2 separate regions of the Macaca mulatta genome follow, and region 2 is linked to region 1. A link is a contact called in public Hi-C data. All regions are on one chromosome and are shown on one strand. The core of a region is the stretch at or near the end of the contact, and the rest is flanking DNA. Distances in the headings are between cores, read along the strand shown. Region 1 holds the start of SDF2L1 (stromal cell derived factor 2 like 1). Region 2 holds the start of HIC2 (HIC ZBTB transcriptional repressor 2).

Evidence for each region. Hi-C and Micro-C count contacts between places; a contact is called where the count stands out from the background.
Region 2: a Hi-C map of CD4 T cells shows a contact between it and region 1, with 2.9 times the contacts expected there. The contact joins the promoter of HIC2 here to the promoter of SDF2L1 in region 1. A contact is called at or near these places in 4 of 14 Hi-C or Micro-C datasets (CD4 T cells, cortical neurons, fetal cortex germinal zone and 1 more).

The regions. Positions count from the first base shown.
Region 1 is chr10:31,352,381-31,358,279 of T2T-MMU8v2.0, reverse strand. It overlaps SDF2L1 (stromal cell derived factor 2 like 1), which reads left to right and starts at 3,056. Exons shown (of 3, transcript NM_001145067.1): 1 at 3,056-3,242; 2 at 3,590-3,786; 3 at 4,602-4,883. The coding sequence starts at 3,056. The coding sequence ends at 4,883.
Region 2 is chr10:31,475,097-31,480,995 of T2T-MMU8v2.0, reverse strand. It overlaps HIC2 (HIC ZBTB transcriptional repressor 2), which reads right to left and starts at 2,216. Exons shown (of 3, transcript XM_028827944.2): 1 at 2,027-2,216.

The DNA of each region.
Region 1 (5,899 bases), core at 1,807-4,306:
CCACTTTCTTTTGAGACGAAGTCTTACTTTATTGCCCAGGATGGAGGACAATGGTGTGATCTTGGCTCACTGCAACCTCTGCCTCCTGGGTTCAAGCGATTCTCCCACCTCAACCTTCTGAGCAGCTGGGATTACAGGCACATGAGACCACGCCTGGCTAATTTTTGCATTTTTAGCAGAGACAGGGTTTCGCCATGTTGGTCAGGCTGGTCTTGAAGTCCTGACCTCAGGTGATCTGCCTGCCTCATCTTCCCAAAGTGCTGGGGAGTCACCGTGCCCAGCTGCTTTTACCACTTTCCTGTGTAGAAAGAATGCTTTGGAGGGGCCAGCATCATAATGGAAGCAGCTAGACCTGTTAGGAGGCAGTGGTCAATATCTAAATGGGAGATGGAGGGGCTTGGGTTAGAACTGTGATGGGGACTCAGGAGAGATGCCTTGAAATGTGATTTGGAATGACAGCCATAAAGACACGTTGAGTGGGCTGGGCATGGTGGCTCACGCCTGTAATCTTTTTTTTTTTTTTTTTTCTGAGACGGAGTTTCGCTCTTGTCGCCTAGGCTGGAGTGCAATGGCATGATCTTGGTTCACCACAACCTCCACCTCCTAGGTTCAAGCGATTCTCCTACCTCAGCCTCCCAAGTAGCTGGGATTACAGGCATGCGCCACCATGCCCAGCCCACTCAACACGTCTTTATGGCTCTGATTTAGTAGAGATAGGGTTTCTCCATGTTGGCTGGGCTGGTCTTGAATTCCTGACCTCAGGTGATCTGCCCACCTCGGCCTCCCAAAGTGCTGGGATTGCAGGCGTGAGCCACCGGGCCCAGCCTATGCCTGTAATCTTAACACTTTGGAAGGCCGAGGCGGGTGGATAACCTGAGGTCAGGAGTTCAAGACCAGCCAGGCCAACATGGTGAAAACCCGTCTCTACTAAAAACACAAAAGTTAGCCGGGTGTGGTGGTACTGGGTACCTGCCTTAATCCCATTAGCTGGGTACATGCCTGTAATCCCAGCTATTCAGGGGACTGAGGCAGGATAATCGCTTGAACCCGGGAGGCAGAGGTTGCAGCAGTGAGCTGAGATTGCGCCACTGCACTCCAGCCTGAGCGACAGAGCAAGACTCTGTCTCAAAAAAAAGAAAAAAAAAAAAGGAAAAAAAAAGAGTTGTTAAATGAGGCACATGTGGAGACTCAAAAGTTAAAAAACTAACTAAATAAATAAAGGCTGGGAGTGATGGTGGTGGCTCACGCCTGTAATCCCAGCACTTTGGGAGGATGAGGCAGGTGGATCACCTGAGGTCAGAAGTTCGAGACCAGCCTGGTCAACATGGTGAAACTCTGTCTCTACTAAAAATACAAAAGAATTAGCTGGGCATGGTGATGCATGACTGTAATCCCAGATACTCAGGAGGCTGAGGCAGGAGAATCTCTTGAACCCGTGAGGCGGAGGTTGCAGTGAGCCGAGATCACGCCATTGCACTCCAGCCTGGGTAACAACAGCAAAACTCCATCTCAAAAGAAAAGAAAAAAAAAAAAGACTTGTTGAATGAGATGTGAGGAGCAACAAGGTAAAGAGATGAATGAAAGAAGAATCCCAAGTTTTGGGCCTGAATGGAGGTGCCATTTACTGAGACTCAGAGGCCTGGGGGAGGGGCAGTTTGAGGGCAGAGACCAGGAATTCTGCTTTGCATGTGTTGATTTTGAGGTGATGGCTGACATGTCCAAGAGTATATATCCGTTGCCTCTCAGATAGTACTTCAGATCTTCCACCCTAGACTGGAAACCCCTCAAGTGCAGTGACTACCAAATCCAGGGTAGACTGACCTTTAACTGTTTGGACACCTAAATGCTGAAAAGATCAAGGTGACTTATACTACATGTAACTCAAAATAAAAACAATATGAAACATGAAACCCCCAAAATAACATGTTGCTGTAATGAAAATCGCTTTACTCTGGATTTTCTGAATGCAAAATTCTGGACGATTTAATTAAATATGAACTTTTGTCTCTGCTTTGCCTGTGCTTCAACTACACCTTAGCCTCTTGAGCCCAGAGCTGTTTCCTCTGTGACCCCACAGGATCTGGAGTGAAGCCGCTGCAACAATGTCCCATGAATGAATAAACAGTGGTATAAGTTTTCCTCCCTTTGAAGGTTGAGCTGACAACACTCTGAGAAGGCGGCAAAAGGGAGACCTACTCATGGCCAGGAGACTGGGACACAGTCACCCAGGCTTGGTTCCCACAGCCCCTTGGTCTCCTTGGACTCTGGTTTCCTAAGACAGCTCTGGGGCTTTCTGGTGGGAAGCTGCCATTATTCTCGACGCCACAGCTCCCTGCTGCCCTCTCCTGCCCGATGACCCAGTGACCACAAGATTTAGCCACGAAAGGAGTCAAATGTATAAGTGGCCAGGGGAATTCAGAAACCCCAGGGTCTAGGGACTGTGGTGACCCAGTGTCAGAGAGGCGGCTAGGGCCGAATGACTGGGGGTTTCATTAATCTCGGGGTCCAGGGACTGAAGGACCAGACGATTCAGTGATTCTGGGATCTGTCGACTTTGTGACCACAAAATCTAGTGATCCAACAGCCTCAAGACCCTGCAGTTGTGGTCCCAGGTTCTGAGGGGAGAGACTAATTACTGAGTGCCCAGGAGTCCAGGATCAAGGGGCGTCGTGAACACGTGCCTGCAGGGTGCTAGGATCCTGAGCTGGTATCCAGGCACTCAGCGGCTGCGGGGCTCGGACTCGGCGTCCTCACCAAGCGCTCCCGCTCATTCTCCGCCGCTTGGCTACTCAGCCGCCCTTCCCTGGACACTCATTGGAAAGTCCTCGGAAGCGTGTACCAATCAAAACCCTCCTCGTGTCTCCAGTCCCCGCCCAGCTACTGCTCTAGCGAGACGGGGGCGGGCCCTCTCCTCAATGACCCAATGGCAGTGCAAGCGGAGTGCCGCGCGGGCCGACCATTGGCTGCCGCGAGCGGGCGCTGTCAGAACTGGATTGGGCCGCGGCGAGGACGGAAGCAGCCCTAGTGCCGGAGCGGCTGGAGCCGGGCCGGGGCGATGTGGAGCGCGGGCCGCGGCGGGTCTGCCGGGCCGGTGCTGTTGGGGCTGCTGCTGGCGCTCTTAGTGCCGGGCGGTAGTGCCGCCAAGACTGGCGCGGGGCTCGTGACCTGCGGGTCGGTGCTGAAGCTGCTCAATACGCACCACCGGGTGCGGCTGCACTCGCACGACATCAAATACGGATCCGGTGCGTGTGACCTGCGACTGAGAGAGCGCGGGGATCGGGGGCTTGGGGTTGGGAGTGTGGAGACAGGGTGGTCGTGGGGGTCTGTGGGCCATCTCGAAGCCGGGCGGCGGAGGCTCTAGAGTCGTTGGGGGGTCGAGGGGCGCAAGGCTTTGAGGGTGTCGAGGATATTGAGGGTGGGGACGGTCGTCGGGGAACTGCAGGCCCAAAGACTGAGGAGGGTGTCAGGCGGGGGCCGGGGCTGGGGGTGAGCCCCTTGGGGTCCCCTGGGAAATGTTATGGTCCCAGGGCGAGGGTCCGGGGTTCTGCGATTGACGGAGACCCTGGGTGAGTGGGGTGTCACTCCTCAGGCAGCGGCCAGCAATCGGTGACCGGCGTGGAGGCGTCGGACGACGCCAATAGCTACTGGCGGATCCGCGGCGGTTCGGAAGGCGGGTGCCCGCGTGGGTCCCCGGTGCGCTGCGGGCAGGCAGTGCGGCTCACGCATGTGCTTACAGGCAAGAACCTACACACGCACCACTTCCCGTCACCGCTGTCCAACAACCAGGTGAGCCCCTCCCGGAGCCCCCAGAGAGATTCCTGGCCTGTGTGAGGGGCCAGAGATCCTGGGTTCCAATCCGAGCCTCAGCTTCTTCGTGAAATGGAAATTTCACTTCAGAGATGGTTATTGAGCACCCCTTCGGGGGAAACAGAGTAACTCCGCCAAGATCCTGCCCCCAGGTGCTCCCGGCCCGGCAGGGAGACCGATGGGAGAGAGATCCGAAGAGATCCTCCTGGATAGCTCTTCCTCTGGGGGCAAGTGGGACCCAGGAGGAGAATCCACACAGCCTTGAGGGTGGGGAATAGGAAACTCCACTGGGGAGGAGGAACTCAGGCTGGGTCTGAAAGGATGATTAGGAGTCCTCCAAGCCACAAAGGGAAAAGAAGGACTTCCCAGGCCAGCAGAAGAGATTGCACCAATGCATGGAGGTCAGTGGAATTCAGGGGATTGGGATGGAACAGTGGGTGCCCTTGGAGAGTTGGTGGAAGAAAATGTTTGAGATAGATAGACAGCTTGACTGCTAGCCTGAGGGGCTGAAGGTAGGTCAGAGGGATTAGGACTGGGAGAATGTGGAGGAGGAGGCCTTAGCTCTGTGGGGACCAGTAGTCTCTGCACAGACAGATGCAATGGTGTGTGCACGTGTCTGAAGAGCCCATGCTGGGGAGGGAGTGCCAGAGGTTGCGCGGGCGGGTCATGGTGTCACCTTTTGCAGCTGTGGGAGCTGAGTCTCCAGGAAGGGCAGGGAAGGATCCTAGGCTCAGTGTAGGTACGAATGCCGCCTTCTGTGGTGACCACTGTCCCCTCACCCTCTGCACCTATAGGAGGTGAGTGCCTTTGGGGAAGACGGCGAGGGTGACGACCTGGACCTATGGACAGTGCGCTGCTCTGGACAGCACTGGGAGCGTGAGGCTGCTGTGCGCTTCCAGCACGTGGGCACCTCTGTGTTCCTGTCAGTCACGGGTGAGCAGTATGGAAGCCCCATCCGTGGGCAGCATGAGGTCCACGGCATGCCCAGTGCCAACACGCACAATACATGGAAGGCCATGGAAGGCATCTTCATCAAGCCTAGTGTGGAGCCCTCTGCAGGTCACGATGAACTCTGAGTGTGGGATGGATGAATGGGTGGATAGAAGGTGGGGTGTCTGCAGGGCCACTCTTGGCAGAGACTTTGGGTTTGTAGGGGTCCTCAAGTGCCTTTGTGATTAAAGAATGTTGGTCTATGATTGTGTTTCACTGTGAACCTGAGGATGACCAGGAGCTGCCAGCCCAGGCCCAGTTGATCATCTCTTCCTCAGTGTAAAACCTGTCTCCATCCCAGCGTGACTGCTGAACCTGTCCAAACCCTTTATTATTATTATTATTCTTGGTTTTTCGGGGGGTTTTGCTTTTTTTTTTCTTTTGAGGCGAACTCTCGCTCTTGTCCCCCAGGCTGGAGCGCAATGGTGCAATCTCAACTCACTGCAACCTCTGTCCCCCGGGTTCAAGTGATTCTCCTGCCTCAGCCTCCTGAGTAGCTGGGATTACAGGCATCTGCCACCATACCCGGTTAATTTTTGTATTTTTTTTTTTTAAGTAGAGACGGGGTTTCACCATGTTGGCCAGGCTGGTCTCGAACTTCCTACCTCAGGTGATATGCCCACCTCAGCCTCCCAAAGTGCTGGGATTACAGACATGAACCACCACGCACGGCCTGGGTTTTGCTTTTTTAGAGATGGTCTCACTCTGTTGCCCAGTCTAGAGTGCAGTGGCATGATCATGGCTTGCTGTAAACTTAAACTCCTGGGCTCAAGTGATCTTTCCACTTCAGCCTCCTGAGTAGCTGGGACTACAGGCACACACCACCATGCCCAGCTAATTATTATTTCTGATGAGACAGAGTCTTGCTCTGTCATCCAGGCTGGAGTACAGTGGCAGTGATCATAGCTCACTGCATCCTGGGCTCAAGTGATTTTCCTACCTCAGCCTCCCAAGTAGCTGGGACTACAGGCATGTGCCACCATGCCTGGCTAATTTTTTTATTTCATTTTTTTGAGACAACGTCTTGCTCTGTCGCCAGGCTGGAATGCAGTGGCAGATCTCTGCTACTGCAAACTCTGCCTCCCAGGTTCAAGTGATTCTC
Region 2 (5,899 bases), core at 967-3,466, 120 kb before region 1:
CAGCAACTTCACAATCATTTCGGTTTTGCTTTAATTAAAGGCCTGACTCCCTCGGGCTTCTTCTTCCTCTACACAGAGCCAGCAACCAGAGGGAGATTTTTCTTTTCAGGAATCGGTCGTAAAACCTCAGTGACTAATCTACAAGTTCCAACAACTGGCAGAAAAACACCGCAGGGAGAGGTTGCTGGGCACACAGCAGCACTCAGAGCCAACTGGCCAGAAAAGCTGGGCTACAGGCACTCTACAACCTCCCTCCCCCAACCCGACACTGGCCTGCCGACCCACCTGAGAGCTCTGACCTCCGAAGGGAGGCAGCTGGGGAGCCTCTTCCCAGCCTTCCAAGTCTATTGCTTGTCCTGTGGGACCTAGAGATCTTCACAATCTCAATGGCACAAGACGGAACGTTCACTTCCAGGCAACAATTCTGGGCCACAGGACTCAGTTCAGCCCCCAAGCATCAGACTCCCAGCCCTGTTCTTGGTGTTCAGAACTCACTAAACCAGCAGTCTCGCCACACAGTTTTGTCTCCAGAGGCCAGCTCATCTGTTTTTCAGACTACTACAGCAACCCTGCTCCACCAAGCATGCACACTCTCCTTGCCACAGGGCTCCAGACCAACCACATGGCCTGTGCTCCTGAAAATGTCTGCTTGAAGGCCCAGGGAGTCCAGACACTGGCAGATGAGAATGGAGGGAAAGAAGCAAAGCCAGAAACCAGGAAGCAATAAATGCTAGACCCAGAAAGGCCTTAGGTTTGAGTGACCCAGCTCCATCCCTCCATCCTGGATCCTTAGAGGACAGCCTTGAGTTCACCCTAGGAGCTCCCAAGGCCCCTCCACTACCTGCCAGCTCTCCGACAGCACAAGAGACACAGCAATCCCCACATCAGTCAACAACCCACCGCCACAGGATTCCTATGGGCAAGGCTCTGCCCCTCCCCCCAGCACATATGTCAGAGGGGTGGCTTCCCTGGGTTACACCCCTCCTGCTGCTGGGGGAGTGGGGGGTCGGGAACATAGCTTTCCAGATGTGCTTGGCAACTCCTACTAGAAAAGACTAGGGGTGCAGGGGATAGAAGACATGGATAAATAACTTTAACACCGCTCCAACCCATCCGGCTCAGCATTGGGCTCCCTTACACAGGCAGTCCCAGGCAGTTCTGGGTGGGGCCGTTGGGAGCATTATCTGGCCTCATTCCCTCCTCTCCGCAAGTCACTGCCCCCCAGGGAGAGGCATTTCCCCCCCACCACGCACACACCCAGGCCTGTGTGAATATGAACCATCTTGGAAGATAAACAGAGAGTGACAAGCTGGGGCCCCTCAGCCCCCTCCCTCAGCCAGCCGGTCCCTTCCCCCTGCCAGCCGACCCCCTCCCCCAAGCCCATCTCTCTTCCTGCCAAGCGGCTGCCTACAGGAGAGATCTGGGGGCAGGGCAGCGAGCCCACCAGGCGCAGAGCCTGGCCCTCTGGGAGCGGCCCCTCCAGGCCCGCCCCTGCCCCTGCCCCTGCCGTGGCCAGTCTTCCCGCGGGGAGGAGGCAAGAAGAGAGGAGACCGCAGACAGTGCAAGACCGCAGTTCTGGAAATCGCAAAATCCTCCAGCGAGGGGGCGGCCGCGGGCGCAGGGCCGTTTGCATAATGGGAGCCCTCCCGCCTGTCAGGCAGCGCAGCTCGCCCGACGCTGTTCGGATTAGATTGCTAATGAAAAGGCACAAAGAGCCGGCGCCCGCTCGCCCGCCGACCCCCGCTCCGCAGACCCGCGCCTCCTGGGCCTGGCGCGGCCCCGTGGGCTTTGTGCCCCGGGTGCCCCACCGCCCGCGCCCCTCTGGGCATCTGGCCCACAAAGCCCGGGCCTGCCAGGGGTCCCGCGTGCGCCCCCGCCCAGGCCCGCCAGACGCGAGCGCGTCCCCCACGCGCGCAGTCCCACGTCGCCCGGGCGCGCGCGCCCACGCCCCTCTCTCCGGGGACGCGCCCGGCCCGCGGCCCCCGCCCGCGCCCCGCGCCCCCCGCCCCCCAAGGCCGCCCCTCACCTCGTGTGCGTCGGCGGCGGCGCTCCGCCCGCCGGCCGGCCGGCCCTACCAGCGGCCCTTGTCCTCAGCGCCCGGCTCGCGCCGCACGCGTCCGCCCCGTCCGTCTGCCGCCGGCTCGGCTCGGCTCCCCGCCCAGCGCGCCCCGAGCGCCGCTCACAGCCGCCCGCCCAGCGCCATCTTGGAAGCTTGTGACGTCGGCGCCGCCCGCTCACCCCTGACCCACATCTGAATGGGCGAGCAGCGGGGCGGGGCCAGGGGGCGCTAGGGGGCGGGGCCTGCGAACCGGGGCGGGGCCTCCGGGGGCGGGGCCGGCGCCGGCGCCGGCAAGCGGTCCGAGTACTAGGCGGGGCGGGCTGCGGGGGTCCGGCGCCGTGGGGGAGGGGAGCGCGAGAGGAGCCGGGGACCCAGACCCCGGACATCTAACTGGATCCCGACCTCAAGCGCCAGGACAGGACCGCGACCTCACCCCCGAAGTACCCGGACCGCATACCCGCCCCCGGGACAGGGACGCTGGCCCCCCCCTCCACAGGCTGACGCCCACCCCCTCAAACTCAGATGGACTTACTCCCTTTTAGCCCTACCCTGACCCCTAGGAGCCCCGAATTAGGGACCTCTGTCGGCCTACGCGTCTCCTCCCCGACTCCCTTGCGACCCCTACTCGACGCTCCCTGCGGTTGCGCGAGGCTCAAAGGCGTAGCCAGCAGTGACTGCAAGCTCGGGGGTCTGGGCTCCTGGGGAGGCCCGGGCTGGTTGGGTGCAAAAGAGAAGGGGCGCCCCTTCCCTGACCCCAGCGCCCCTCCGGCCCGCGCGCGCGCACCCCCGCGTGCCTTACCTGCTCCGAAGGCGCGGAGGACCCAGCGAGCTGCGCTCAGCCAGCCCCTTCCGGTGGCCGCAGCCCCTCGCAGGCCCCAGGGGTCAAGCGCCTGCCCGAGCCGGCCCACCAGGACCCGGGCTCCCGGCCGCCATGCAGATGGCCTTCCCAGGGGCTGGGCTGGCCTGAGCCGCCACTGCTTCTCTAGGGAGCTACTTAATGGACCTCTCTCTACTTTGAACACCAAACAAAGGAACACACCACTATCGAGGTCGCCCAAGTCCAAGAGGAGCACAGGTCTGCCTTACAGGCAAGTTGTGCTCCAGCTCCAGTCAAGATTAAAAGCCAGTTCCAATAACCCTTTGCCAAGCTGATTATGCAACCTTTCTTTCCTAATCGACGTATAGGTTTAGTGTCATGCTAACAACATTTCTTAGACTTCACAAAATTCTTAGTTCACCTGGAAAACTAAATAGTCGAAAACAGCTATCGTTTTCCCCCCTTGGAAACAAAAGCAGGCATGAAGGTAGACTTGCCCTAACAGATGTCAAAAAGAAATTGTAAAGCTACCGCAAGCATTTCAGTGTGGTACAGAACAAGAAATAGAATAGAAAGCCTAGAAACATCCTAGAAATGGTAAGAACACAATAGATGAAAAAGGAAATATCAAACATCTGTGAAGAAAAAAGAGATATCAAACATCCTTGAAGAAGAAAAGGAATATTCCACAAATAGAGCCCAGCAGAGGACTCACTATTTGAAGGAACGACTGAAAAAAAAATAGTCAACCATTCTGCTAACCCAAGACATATAAATTAAAACTATAAGAAGCTGGGTTTTCTACTAAACAAATTAAAAATCAGTTTCAAATGATAACCTTCAAACACAGGGTCTGGTAGGTAATCACTCTTATCAGTCTTATACTGTTGGAAGCACATAAATCGCCTCAAAATTCCTGGACATGAGTTTGGCGGTGTAAGCCAAAAGTTTTTTTGTTTGTTTGTTTTGTTTTGTTTCTTGACGCTCGGAGTCTCACTCCGTTGCCCAGGCTGGAGTGTAGCCGCAAACTCCTGGGATCAGGTGATCCTCCTGCCTCTCAAAATGCTGGAATTACAGGCTAAGCCAACTCACCTGGCCCCAAAAATATTTTAAAATAATTATACCCTCTCAGACCAGTATTCCAGGATTCTGTTCTGGGGAAATTAACCACATTTACAGACCACGTACTTATTATCTGTCTCTCTACCCATAAGTAAGTTTGTACCTGTAAGTTTGGAACCCGTGCCTAGGAGCACACCTGAGACAACAGGCATTCAACGGTCCCTTGTTTCGTCTGCATTTGAAAACTAATGTGGCCGCCTCATGCCTGTAATTCTAGCATTTTCGGAGGCCAAGGCCAGACTTTGAGACCACCCTGGGCAACATGGTGAAACCCCGTCTCTACTAAAAATACAAAAATTAGCCGGATGTCATGGTGCATGCGCGTAGTCCCAACTACTACATGAGACACGAGAATCACTTGAATCTGGGAGGCTGAGGTTGCAGTGAGCTGAGATCATGCCATGACACTCCAGCCTGGGCAACAGAGGGAGACTCGGTCTCAAAAAACAGTGCAAAAGATAACTAATATACAATAATTTTTTTTTTTTTTTTTGAGACGGAGTCTCGCTCTGTCACCCAGGCTGGAGTGCAGTGGCCGGATTTCAGCTCACTGCAAGCTCCGCCTCCCGGGTTCACGCCATTCTCCTGCCTCAGCCTCCGGAGTAGCTGGGACTACAGGCGCCCGCCACCTTGCCCGGCTAGTTTTTTGTATTTTTTAGTAGAGACGGGGTTTCACCGGGTTAGCCAGGATGGTCTCGATCTCCTGACCTTGTGATCCGCCCGTCTCGGCCTCCCAAAGTGCTGGGATTACAGGCTTGAGCCACCGCGCCCGGCCACAATAATATTTTTTAAGTGTCATGTATAATAATGAAAGAAAGCATAAACAAATTTCTCATAATGGGGTTAAATAATCCACATAATGGAATGTGGATTAGGCCAGGAGTAATGGCTCATGCCTATAATCCCAGCATTTTGGGAGGCTGAGGCGGGCGGATTACCCGAGGCTGGGAGTTCAAGACCAGCCTGACCAATATGGAGAAACCCCATCCCTACTAAAAATACAAAAAGTTAGCTGGGCATGATTGAGCATGCCTGTAATCCCAGCTACTCAGGAGACTGAGGCAGGAGAATCGCTTGAACCCGGGAGGCGGAGGTTGCGGTAAGCCAAGATCGCACCATTGCACTCCAGCCTGGGCAACAAAAGCAAAACTCTGTCGCAAAAAAAAAAAAAAAAGAATTAGCCGGGCATGGTGTCACATGCCTGTAGTCCCAGCCACTCAGCAGGCTAAGGCACAGCACGAGAAGTGCTTGAACACGGGAGGCAGAGGTTGCAGTGAGCCGAGGTGGCGCTGCTGCACTCCAGCCTGGGCGACAGAGTGGGACTCCATTAAAAGTAAATAAATAAGGCCGGGAGCAGTGACTCACGCCTGTAATCCCAGCACTTTGGGAGGCCCAGGTGGGTGGATCACGAGGTCAGGAGTTCAACACCAGCCTGGCCAAGATGGTGAAACCCCATTTCTACTAAAAAAACAAAATTTAGCCAGGCATGGTGACGGGCACCTGTAATCCCAGCTACTCGGGAGGCTGAGGCAGACGATTGCTTGAACCCAGGAGGTGGAGGTTGCAGTGAGCCCAGATCACACCACTACACTCCAACGTGGGCGACAAAGACTCAGTTTCAGAAATTAATTAATTAATTTATTAAATTTAATAAATAGGACAGGCACGATGGCTCACTCCTGTAATTCTAGCACTTTGGGAGGCTGAGGCGGGTGGATCACCCAAGGTCAGGAGTTTGAGACCAGCCTGGCCAACATGGTAAAACCCTGTCTGTACTAAAAATACAAAATTAGCCTGGCACAGTGGCGCAGGCCTGTAATCCCAGCTACTTGGGAGGCTGAGGCAGGAGAATTGCTTGAACTCCAGAGGCAGACGTTGCAGTGAGCTGAGATCCTGCCATT